2 separate regions of the Rattus norvegicus genome follow, and region 1 is linked to region 2. The links are chromatin contacts, called in public Hi-C maps. All regions are on one chromosome and are shown on one strand. The core of a region is the stretch at or near the end of the contact, and the rest is flanking DNA. Distances in the headings are between cores, read along the strand shown.

Region 1 (5,140 bases), core at 659-3,158, 120 kb before region 2:
TACCCACCCCCCTTGACAGAGATGAGACACTGGCTAGGCTTGGTACTCACCCCGCCCCAGCCAGACTCTTTCTCATCAGAAAAAGATCAGTTAGCCCTGGAAACTCCCAGAAACCCGGCGTCCTCTCCGCAGAAGCCTGCCTTTCTGCCCTGATCTTACTATGAGGCATACCTTTTAGAGGAAAAGGTTAGTGCCTTCTGTCACCACGTGAGGACCTGCTGGGTCATTTAGAGGCACCATGAGCTCGGGAGTACAGCTTTCTAGTCCTGAATTCTGGGACTGCCACTTGCTGACCCTGCGGACTTGAGCAAGTTGCTTCATCTCTGACTTGCCTGTCTCTAAAATGGGGGAAATGGTTTGCTATCTGAGACAGAAGTCCAGACTCACTACTGGGTATTGTGTGGTCCTCCGCCATCTACCTGCACCTGCTTCGTCCTCTGCAGCTCAGATGAATCCCTGGTTCTGCTCCTGGTCCCAGAGTCATTGCCTACTCTGTGGTCATATTTATATTCTGAGAGGCTGGCAGGAATCCAGCTCTCCTGAAAACACTCTTAGTGACCTCTGTTTGGCCTAAGCCAGAGGCCAAGCTTTCTATAAAGGGCTAGATAGTAAATATTGAGGCTTGAAGGACCATATGGTCTCTGTCACAGCTATTCAACTCCACCATTGTGGCCAAACACGGACCCCAGACAGTATGTAAATGAGCGGGTGTGGCTGTGCTCAAATAAAACCTAATTTACAAAAACAGGATGCAGCCAGATGGATTTGGCCTGCAACTGACCATCATCTGCAACTAAGGCCTAAACTAGCTCTGAGCAAGTCCAGTTCTGGGTGATGCTTGCCTCCAGGGCCCTAAGAAAAGAGGTTTAACTGCATGACCAAGCTAGGCTTACCATAGAATAGTGCTTTGTGAAGCAGAAAAAGCGAGGATGCCGCCAACAGTGGGGCTTGAAGAAGTGGTCTGTTGGCGTGCCATCATACATAGGAGAGCACCCAACCATGACAAGGTAGAGAGAGGAGCCAAGGTCAGAGGGCAGTTCTGTCCACCCCGTGTGCCTCCCTGTCACATGCACCACAAACGCTCCCTGCTGAGCACCTCACAGTCCAGTGCACTGACACACACTCGCTTCATCAAGTTAGCTTCTGTGCTTGTCCCCCTTCTTAAGAGTGGGACCTCAGGTAACTACTGCCGAGAGGAAGAATTCTGTAAGGTTTGGAGCAGAGTCACGCCATGCCTTGCTCCAGCAGTGTTCGATCTTTTTAATATCAGCATCGGCATCGTTCTCAGAATCATTTGGGTTGAGTAAATAAGAGATCTGTAGGGAAGAAGGCTGCGGGACCAGGCAGGACTGGTTCCCAAGTCCCCATGGGAGGTAGGTACTTCCGGTGCCTAACTGCAGGTGGTCCCCCCAGAGATGAGAGGATGCAGCCTCTGGAACAAGCAGCAGAGTGCTAAAGTGGGATTCTTTTTTTAAGATTATATTTTGTTTTCTGTGCACCTATATGCACAATTGCCTGTAGAAGCCAGTAGAGGGCGTTGGGTTCCCAGAAGCTGGAGTTACAGACCATTGTGAGCCTTCTGACGTGGGTGCTGGGAACAAAACTCAGATCCTCTGACGAAGGCCTCTTAAGCATTAAAGTATCTCTCTAACCCCACGACATGGGGCTCTTTAGGTCCCAGAAAAGCTGAATCAGACCCTTTGACTGACTCGTTCTTTGAATAGGTTCAGAGCACTCACTTTCAGGAGCAAAAGCTGTGATCCTACCCTCTTCGGCTCAGAGCACGCTTGGAGGACCAAACCTTACAGCATAACACTAAGGAGCAAGGCACAGCAGGCACATGAGAGAGCTGAGTTAGCCCCTCCAAATCAGGACCACAGTGCTGGGCCAAGTTGGCCCTTGGAACCGCCCCGAGGTCAGCATCTGTGCCATGCTTCTGGCAGAATGCCTAGTGACAGTCCCTTCATCCTCTCCTTCAGGCATCGTCCTCATCGCCAAAGCCTGAAAGCTCAGTCAGGAACCAGCCCCAAACTGTGGGGGTGGGTGGGTGGAATTGACTGGGCTTCTGTGCTCACGATGCTATTTGCGGCGTCGCCCTCACCCGTGAGCTAATTTTAGCTATCCATTCTGCTTCTGTTGCCATTTATAAAATGAGAATGTCAAATGCAATATTAAACAAGCAGGATGAAGGCAAAAAAGGAAATGGCAGAGAGGCATTTAATAAACGAATCCCGTGTTTACGTGGGAGAGGGAGAGATCCCGAGCCCTACACATCACACACGCATGTGTGCACACGCTCGTTTGTGTACAGGCTCTGCTAATGAGAGCCAAACAGTATGTGTGCCGGGGGAAGCCTGGGAGAAGTGGAGGGGGAAATGGGGGCGGTCTGTGGGAAACGTGTGCTGCTCTTTAGGCAGAAGTAATTCAGCCTGCCGGGAGGTGGCCTCCCAGTCAGTCTCTTCCCATTTGCCCTTGGTTGGTCCTCTAGTCAGGCCAGTGGATGGAGAGGAAATGGGGGCAGGACACCGAAGCTCTGGGGTCTCCACACCTGCTCAGCTGGTGTGGCCCCCATCAACTCTTGCAAGGGGAGCACACAGAAGCCCCGGAAGAAGCCCTCCTGTGCCTTCTCTAGGCTTTTTGTCTTGAGGTCCTTTCTTTGACCTCTTCTGAAGCTGCTCCACCCCATATCCACCGAGCTCCAGGCTGCTGCTGAAAGGGCACCTTCCCTTGTTGTCTCTACAGGGAGACTGTTGCCTGGTTAAGAGAAGCTGGCTCTGGGCTGGGGTAGACACCCACTCTGTCTTACACCCAGCTTTGGACACCTGCCGGGGGCCAAGCTTCCTCTTCACTTTGAAATGCCCTTGCAGGTGCCCGCAAAAAAGAGAACAGCTGGTGCTACTGCCGTCAGCTATTTCCTCAAATAGTACAGCCTGCCAGCTCCCCTGGCACACCTTGCTGATGAATGCAGGGAGCTGGGATTACCTGGTTGGGGGGTGGTGGTTAGGGGTGGAACCGTCCATTAGGAATAGGGCGGGGCCTGCAGGTGGGAGGGGCAGCCTCTTTCCGTCTTGAACTTTAGAAACAAAATGAGCACAGGTATAAACTGGCTTTACCTTCCTTCTTCCGAGGTTTTCCTGTACACTATGCACATAGCAGGATGCTTCCGTCTTCTCTAGGGCAAGGGCTTTGTGTAGGTTTTGCTCCAGTGGAAGAGGTGCTATTGACAGACTCTACCTTGCAGATGAGGGTTCTGAGTGCTGAGAAGCTAGCTGTGCTCAACCCCAGAGCCCAAAGGTAGAGCTGAACCAGAGCAGGGAGCTGTACTTTACTCTGACACATGAGGCTCAGCCTGCCCTGGGACTAAGGTGTCGTTGTTAGAGTGCTTGTCTCAAGAAGCATTGGTGAATGGAGACTCTGCCTCTTCTCCGCTCATCGCCCAAACCCTGAGCACTTCTGAGAGAAGAGACGCCTGCCCTCGTACTCCTCTCTGTGTCCACACGCTACCCCGCCTTGCTCGGTGCTCAATATTAGTGGTTTATGACCTACTTCACTTTGCCATCGCTGGTTTCAATAAAAACCCTAAGCAGAGGAAACAGTGGATGAAATTAATTCTGTAAGTGGTGAGGAAATTAATTCTGGAAGCTGGAGTTGGGAATGATTTTGTGGAAGAAATAGCATCGGATTAGGCCTTAGAGGGCTGAGGAGGGGCAGAGAGGGCAGGACCTAGCAAAGGGAACTGGGGTTTGACCTTAGAAGCCCCATGACTGGATACTGGCTGTCCCCAGAAATGATGGTTTGTTTGTTTGTTTGTTTGTCCTTGAGGCCTCAGTTTCTTTATCAGGGAGGAAGCCATTCCCCCAAATGAATGAAGCCCACGTTCAGTGAAGTGACTGAGAGTTGGGGGCATTGATTGGGGCTTCTGTGTGTCACACGCTCTGTTGAATAGCTATTTTATATGTTTATTGTACAATCCATGGAAATATCTTACACACACACACACACACACACACATACACACACACACACACGAATGGTGTGAGTGCCTAGCAGGCATCAGATGGTGATGTGTGAATTCCATTGTTCTCTTCTTCTCTGGAGTAGATTCCTAAGCATACTCTGCCAATGGAACTGGATTCTGATGCCTCCTACCTATGGCTCCAGGTCATTTATGTCCAGCATGTGTCTGGAGGCAGATGGCACAACTGGTTGCCATCATCTCTTCTGTTGGCATGTTGTCCATTGTTGCCTTTACTGTAAACATCCCCCTTTGTATCATCACGAGGGTCCCATGTCCTCGAGAACCTCTTTGTAGTCAAAGCTGACTTGATGCCATGCACAGCTGGCTGCTCTGGTGCTTGGCCACCAGACGATCGCTGGGTTTTGAGTATGCACTTACAAGATCCCAGTCAAGGATCTTGCTTTCCCTGGGGTCCTCAGAAAGGCCTCTGATGGGTAGAGAGGGCCAAAGGGCAGTCAGTGGCTCGGAGGAGTGAGGGTCTTTGCATTGAATGGCAGTGATGGAGTGTGGAAGAGTAACGGGCTCTCTGGAGGTGGGCCCATCTGCCCCGTCCTGTGGAGACATCTGTGTAGCTATCAGATTCTGGGAAAATCCTGGACCTACACGACGCTCTCTCCTCTCTCCTTTCTGGATACCAGCAAAGCTGTTGCTTTGGAGTATCAGAGAAGCAGGGATCACCTGGAATCCTCTAGAACCAACTCGGGGAGCTGCCAGTTGATTAAGGAGGAGGCCAAACTGACCCTGGGCCAAGGCCCAGCCAGGCCTCTCGGGTCTGTCAGGAATCTTTATACAAAGGCAGGCACCAGCATAAAAGCTACAGGGACAGCCTCCTGAGTTCTTTGTTCCCCTCCCCTTCCTACCAGCCAGACAGTCAAGGTCAGTGTCTGCACACTGGGGAATTTTATCCTTTGAAACCGGGCCTTTGGCTTCCTTGAGAAGTGAACGGTTTCTAACATGTTCAGTTTGTACATACTGGCCTCTTCGGGCCAGATAGAGCTCCACTTTGTTCAGGGTAGTAGTACACCAGGCCACAGGTACAGCTCTTGTCTTTTCGTCAGGCCCTGGAACTGCATGCTGACTGGACCATTGGTAAGGAAGCAGGGAAAACAAGTCTTTATTCGT
Region 2 (5,495 bases), core at 814-3,313:
CTCGTGCTGCGTTCAGATCTCCAGTTGGCCAGCTTTGATCTTGGGCAAGTTACTCAGCTTCAGTCTCAGTTTCCTCGTAACGTTAAAGTGAAGCCTGTGGCAGTGTGCACTGTGCCTGATGGCTCTAAGCTATCGTGGGATTATCAATATTACTGGTGCTAAATGAACTCAGTCACTGTTTCAGCTAGAGGAGAGGCTGACTATAGTTAGAGCAGAGATACCGCTCTTCTAGGAAGGCGGTTGATGACTGGATATTGTGCTTAACCAATGATCACAATGTCCTTTGGTGGAGGCCAACTCAAGGGGACCCAAATATTTGGATCTTATTTGAGAGTCTGAGTAAAAGAGGAGAATGAACAAGGCCGTACCGGAAGGTCAGAGGGCACGTGCCAGGCTGCAAGCCCTGGACTAGAGACATCCAACTGCTCAGTGTCGCCTCTGGCCATCAGACCCCTCAGGCTTGATGTGTGGCAGCCTCTGAGAAGGGCCGGAGAAATAATGTATGAATTGGGGAAAACAGTTGATTGTAAACACAAGTCACAGTGACTGCTAATGGCCTCGAGCCACACATGTGATTGCTCCAGTACCCCAGAAGGAGCCAGTCCAAAAACAGTCTGATTGGTTCAGAGGCTTGTGAGCCTGCAAGACTGTAAATGATTACACACTAGGGGCCTGGGCTTGGAGCACTAGCCATTCGTTAACACAGAGAGCGCACAGAGGTGAATGCCCTGGCTTTGCCCGTTAGTTTACCGTTTGAAACAGCGCTGTCCTGCCCTCAGGAGGGGCCTGTGGGGGCAGATGGTAGAGGGAGGGATACACTGTTTGATAAATGACCAGACACCCTAACAACTACTGTTCACTGAGTCAAATGAAGGTGTCAGTTTCACTGTTTTATTGTGCGAACTTATGGGTGTCACCTCCTGTGCCCTGGAATACAGCGAGTTCTATCATCAGAAACCTAACAGGAACAGCCCATCTTCAGGCTAAATGGAGAGGAAGCAAAGTTGAACCAAAGCAGTAAGGAGAAGAGAGAAACAATAGTCCAACCTTGTGAGAAGACTGAGATGGCTCGGTCAGGAATTACACAAATCCAGCCGACTGAGTCCATTTTTAGGATATGGGCAAACCCTCTCACTAAGCCTCCAGCCTGTCTCAGTGTAGAAAACACATGGACAGGTCTCAGTAAGCAGGTCTCAGTAATTGTCAAGTGATAACGCACGAAAGCCTGGAGTCATTAAAAGAAAGGTAAATCTGTTCAACACAACCGGTTTAAGAATGTACAAGAAAAAATGCTACTGCATCCAAGCAACCGAACCATTACAAACCGGGAACAGTTCGAGGTGACCGTTACAGGTCTGACTTAGTGTCTAGGGACTCCTTCCTTGCCGAGGCTGGATAAACGGAACTTCACCCGAAAACCGTATTGAGGTCTTTTTTGCCTCTCTGCATGGTGTTATTTTGGTAGCAGGAAAGCAATAAAAATGGGGAAAGGGGAATAAATGGGGACTTAACGTTTGTCCTTCCATTAAAAAACAATCTTGCCCGCCAGCTCAGATGCACACGAGGGCCGTTCAGTCAGCCTGGCTCTTTTTGATGACTCGCTGCGGGTCGTGGCTCCTGACCAGCATCTTCTCCAGCCGCTGGCAGTGTTCACGAAGCTGCTTCTCCCGGGGCAGGAGGAAGGTGAGGACCTTGTTGCGAACTATGCCGCGGTCCTCCTCCTCCCTCAGCCGCTGCTTCACTCGCGCTGCCTGTTCCTCCTGCTGTGCCAGAACCCCACTCATCTGGCAGAAGGCGTCCTCCAAGTATCGGATGGCCTTCAGCGCCTCCTTCTTGAAGTCCTCCAGCTCCGCTTGCACCGCGGTCACTTTCTGCTGCAGGATCTCCAAGTCGGCCGGCAGAGGGAGATAGGAGGGCCATGATTGAGACAGGGAAAGGTCCCCAGACTGGAGCCCACTCTCTACCATCTTCTTGCCCTGTAAGGTATTCACCTTCATAAGAATGGACCCTGCCTGAAAGAGGGCTTCCATTATCTCCTTCTGCAGAGAGGAAGCCAAGAAACTGAGTCCGAGAGATGTTTGGGGGACTAGAGGCACTATCATTTGAAGTGGATAGACCCCGACTCATTATGACATCAAGACCCTTCAGCCAATCAGAAGGAAAGCCCCAGTTCACTATTTTGCATATTGTAGCGTTTTGGGTTGGTAACCTACAGTTTTACGTGCGCTTCCCCAAGTCTCCTGAAATGAAGCTTCTCAATAATTCGTCACCCTGTCGGAAGAACTAGAGTTCAAGCATCCCTTTAACCCCAAGAGGAAGCCAAATCCGAGGGAGTGGAGAAAACTGGCCAAGTCAAGGCAAGCCAGGTCGGGTTCACTGGCTGCCAAGAGTGAGCAGCTCCCACCCAATAAGGCACATGGATGATTTTATGGCCTGGTGTCGGCTTCTTTCAGCCTCACCAATAGAACAAAGGCATTCTAAGAAGTAACGGCTGGTTTTCTTAAGCTGTAAGATGCTAAAGGAGTAATCGATCCCAAATCCATATTCCTGCAGTGGCTAGACGATGTCAGATTGCATAGATGATCTACTTGTTGTGATAAACATGTTTGCTCTTGAAGGGTGGTCCACAGACTTGTCTGTAGGACAAAAATGAGCCATTCGGGGTTGGGGATTTAGCTCAGTGGTAAAGCGCTTGCCTAGCAAGCACAAGGCCCTGGGTTCAGTCCCCAGCTCCGAAAAAAAGAAAAAAGAAAAAAGAAAAATGAGCCATTCATATTTATTCAGTTAAAGCTTCCTGAGTGCTCGCTGGGTTCTGGAACTAGGGAATGAGCCTAAGTACTATTTCCCAACATTCCTGGAGGGTGGCAAGTAAGAGGAGCGTGTATACAGGTAAACCTTGTGGGTTTGCCTGGTTACTCTAACAGAGGCAAATGTTTGTAGCCACAAGCGGCTTGGTGGAGAACAAGATGGCCTTTGCATATTGCAGTCTCTTGCCCAGACCTCCTACTAGGATTCCAAACATAAACATCTCCCCAACAATCAGCCTGGAAGCCAATCCATCTAGAGCTAGATAAATTACCTCTTCACTCAAACTGGTTTCTACACTGCCATCCTACCAATGACTCTACCTGAGACAGCAGCCACAGTAGCATCTAGTGCCAAGGTTTAAATGTCTGTCCCTTTCCCAAGGCATTTTGAAACTCTGTCATCCTATCAGTATTGAGAAGTGAGGGCCTTTCTGAGGCAGAGTCTATCAGATGGGTGGTACCATTTCTAGAATGGGTTCATTATCATAATAATCTCTGCTTGACCCCTTTTCTGTTTCTCTTGCCACCTTCCCCTTCCTGCAATGGGTACTTTCCATATAGGAAGACATAGCATGAGTCTCCTCGCCAGACCCCAGCTCCTTGATTTTAGACTTCCCAACTTCTGGAATTACAGAACTGTAGGGAAACACATGTTTTGCTGCTGTTTTGTTGATCTCTCAGCCTCTGATACTTTATTTTGTCACTGCAGAACAACACAGAGTAAGCTCCCCGGAATCGAGCTAGACTCTGTCACTTCCAAGTGACTTCAAAGACTGTTAGGTCTCTAGGCAACCTATCACCCGCCATCCCGCACTGGAGTCCAGGCTTCACCACTTAGAAGCAATGTCTCATTAGTGAATCACCTTACCCCCTCGAGCCCCTGTTTCCTTCTCTGAGTTTTCGAGAGCTGTGGTATACAACTCTCTGGGAGAGAAAATCTCTGATGTGAAGCTGCAACCAATCTCCACAGGTTAAATACTCCCAGCAAGGATAGTTTCAAGCTCCCAACTTGCTGTCCCGGAAGTGAAGAACCATGTGAGCCCTCCTAAGCCTGGATAAGTCAACTCTAGCACAGAAGGGCCCATGTGTCTGCTGCCTTCTTCTCTGAGATGTCCATTGAATATCTAGTGGCCTCAAGTAGTCATCAGAAGGGGGCATGTTGTAGGGACAGTTGTAGCTAAAAGAAGGTGAAATTTTGAATCACAAGCATCTCTAATTACTGAGAAGGAACGTTGAATGGGAAGAGTGGTTACTTTTCTGGGAGTCAGGAAAGCTGGAGTCGGAAGCTGCTGGGTGGCCCTAGGTCAGTCGCCTCCCCTTGCTGAGCCTGTCCCCCCCACTGTGGCGTGAGAGATGGGAGATAAGGGTGTTCAAAGGCCCCACGAGGCCTTCCATACCACCACCACCCCAATTCTCCTGTCTCATAACTGTTAACCTGGTTCTACTGTCCACTTAGGCACAGTAAACTCTGACAGATTTTGTGTTCCTCAACCTGTTGTTTACCCTCAAACGTCCTATCTGCTACCCCCGCACACAATGGCACTCAGATAACAGGAAGAAATGGAATTTTGGTCCATAGGTGGCTCTCAGACGCCAGGCACCCCTAACTTTTCTGCTGACACATTGACACCTACTGGCCTTCAGAGAAATGGCAGCCTCAAAATTCCACCTAAGAGTGGGTGGGGATGGGAACGGAAGGGAACAGCAAGGGGGGTGTGGGGTATTTAACTAGGGGCATGTGCCTGTTGGGTTCTCCATCAATAAATATTTCCCATACTAGTGAAAAGAATGAAATGGTGTGTCTCTTCTAGTCTCATCCTGTGCTATCTCTCTCCTGCTTCCTCTCCCTCTCTGTCTCCTCTCATTCTTTGTCACTTTGTTTCACACAGGGAATGGCAGAAGTCACAGTTGTCGCTGTGACAGGAAAGTTGAAAGGCCAGTCCCGAGACAGCATTTCCTCAGTTCCTCTGAAGCTGCTGAATAAGGTGCCAATGTGCTTCCCAGGAACACAGGGAAGATGACGTCATAGTCCCCTTTTCCTAGGAGTCACAGGGAACTGAAAGCTAGTGCCATCACCAAGGCCTAGTGGCCTCCTGAGCCTTCAGGGCCACAGCTCACATTGGATCTGCACATTCTCAATGTTCCCCTGTGCCAGGAAGTCCCACATCAGGCCTGGCCTTGCATTCCACCAGCCTTCCCATATGTCTTAGGGATCAGGACTGCTGATCTGTTTTCCTTTCAAAATATCAAGAGAAAGAAACTTAGACCCAATAAAGCATCCATGGCCTGGAATTCTATCATGAGGATGTCCTGGCCCCAGTCTCTTTCAACTTGTCACAGCTTTCCTATGACTCAAGAAGCCAAGGAGACATGGATGGGGCAACATAACACAGATCCAGGCAACCTTACACCACTCTGAGAGTCTAGCTCAGTCAGAAGGGGTTAAAGCTTTTAGATGATATGCCTTAAAGCAAGGGTTTTCAACCTGTGGGGATTGAATGACCCTAAGGCCACTGGAAGAAATGCTTACTCTGCAATCCATAAGTGTCACCTCTGTCAATTGTGTAAACCCCATTCCCTTGGGAATTCGAACGCCCACACCCATCTCTCCTTGTCACCTTGTAAAGCTACAAAACCTTAAGAAACGGAGAACTTCTTGTGTCCTGCTAAAATGGGATCCCCAGCCAT

What was found. Hi-C and Micro-C count contacts between places; a contact is called where the count stands out from the background.
Region 1: a contact with region 2 is called in a Hi-C map of kidney, with 4 times the contacts expected there. The contact joins the enhancer-like site here to the promoter of Ccdc182 in region 2. A contact is called at or near these places in 8 of 12 Hi-C or Micro-C datasets (the A7r5 cell line, Schwann cells, frontal cortex and 3 more) and 1 of 1 datasets of contacts at active chromatin or transcription factors (oligodendrocytes).

What each region holds. Positions count from the first base shown.
Region 1 is chr10:73,699,804-73,704,943 of GRCr8, reverse strand. The region is part of intron 8 of Msi2 (musashi RNA-binding protein 2); the gene reads left to right. Among named protein-coding and RNA genes, the nearest start is that of Ccdc182, 110 kb to the right of the region's middle. Within about 2 kb of position 1,908, at least 20 of the 93 cell types and tissues checked have an H3K27ac peak or open chromatin away from gene starts, as enhancers often do. A contact at or near this core is called in kidney, where this site is marked.
Region 2 is chr10:73,583,984-73,589,478 of GRCr8, reverse strand. It overlaps Ccdc182 (coiled-coil domain containing 182), which reads right to left and starts at 2,063. Exons shown (of 1, transcript NM_001277485.1): 1 at 1,251-2,063. The coding sequence starts at 2,030. The coding sequence ends at 1,572.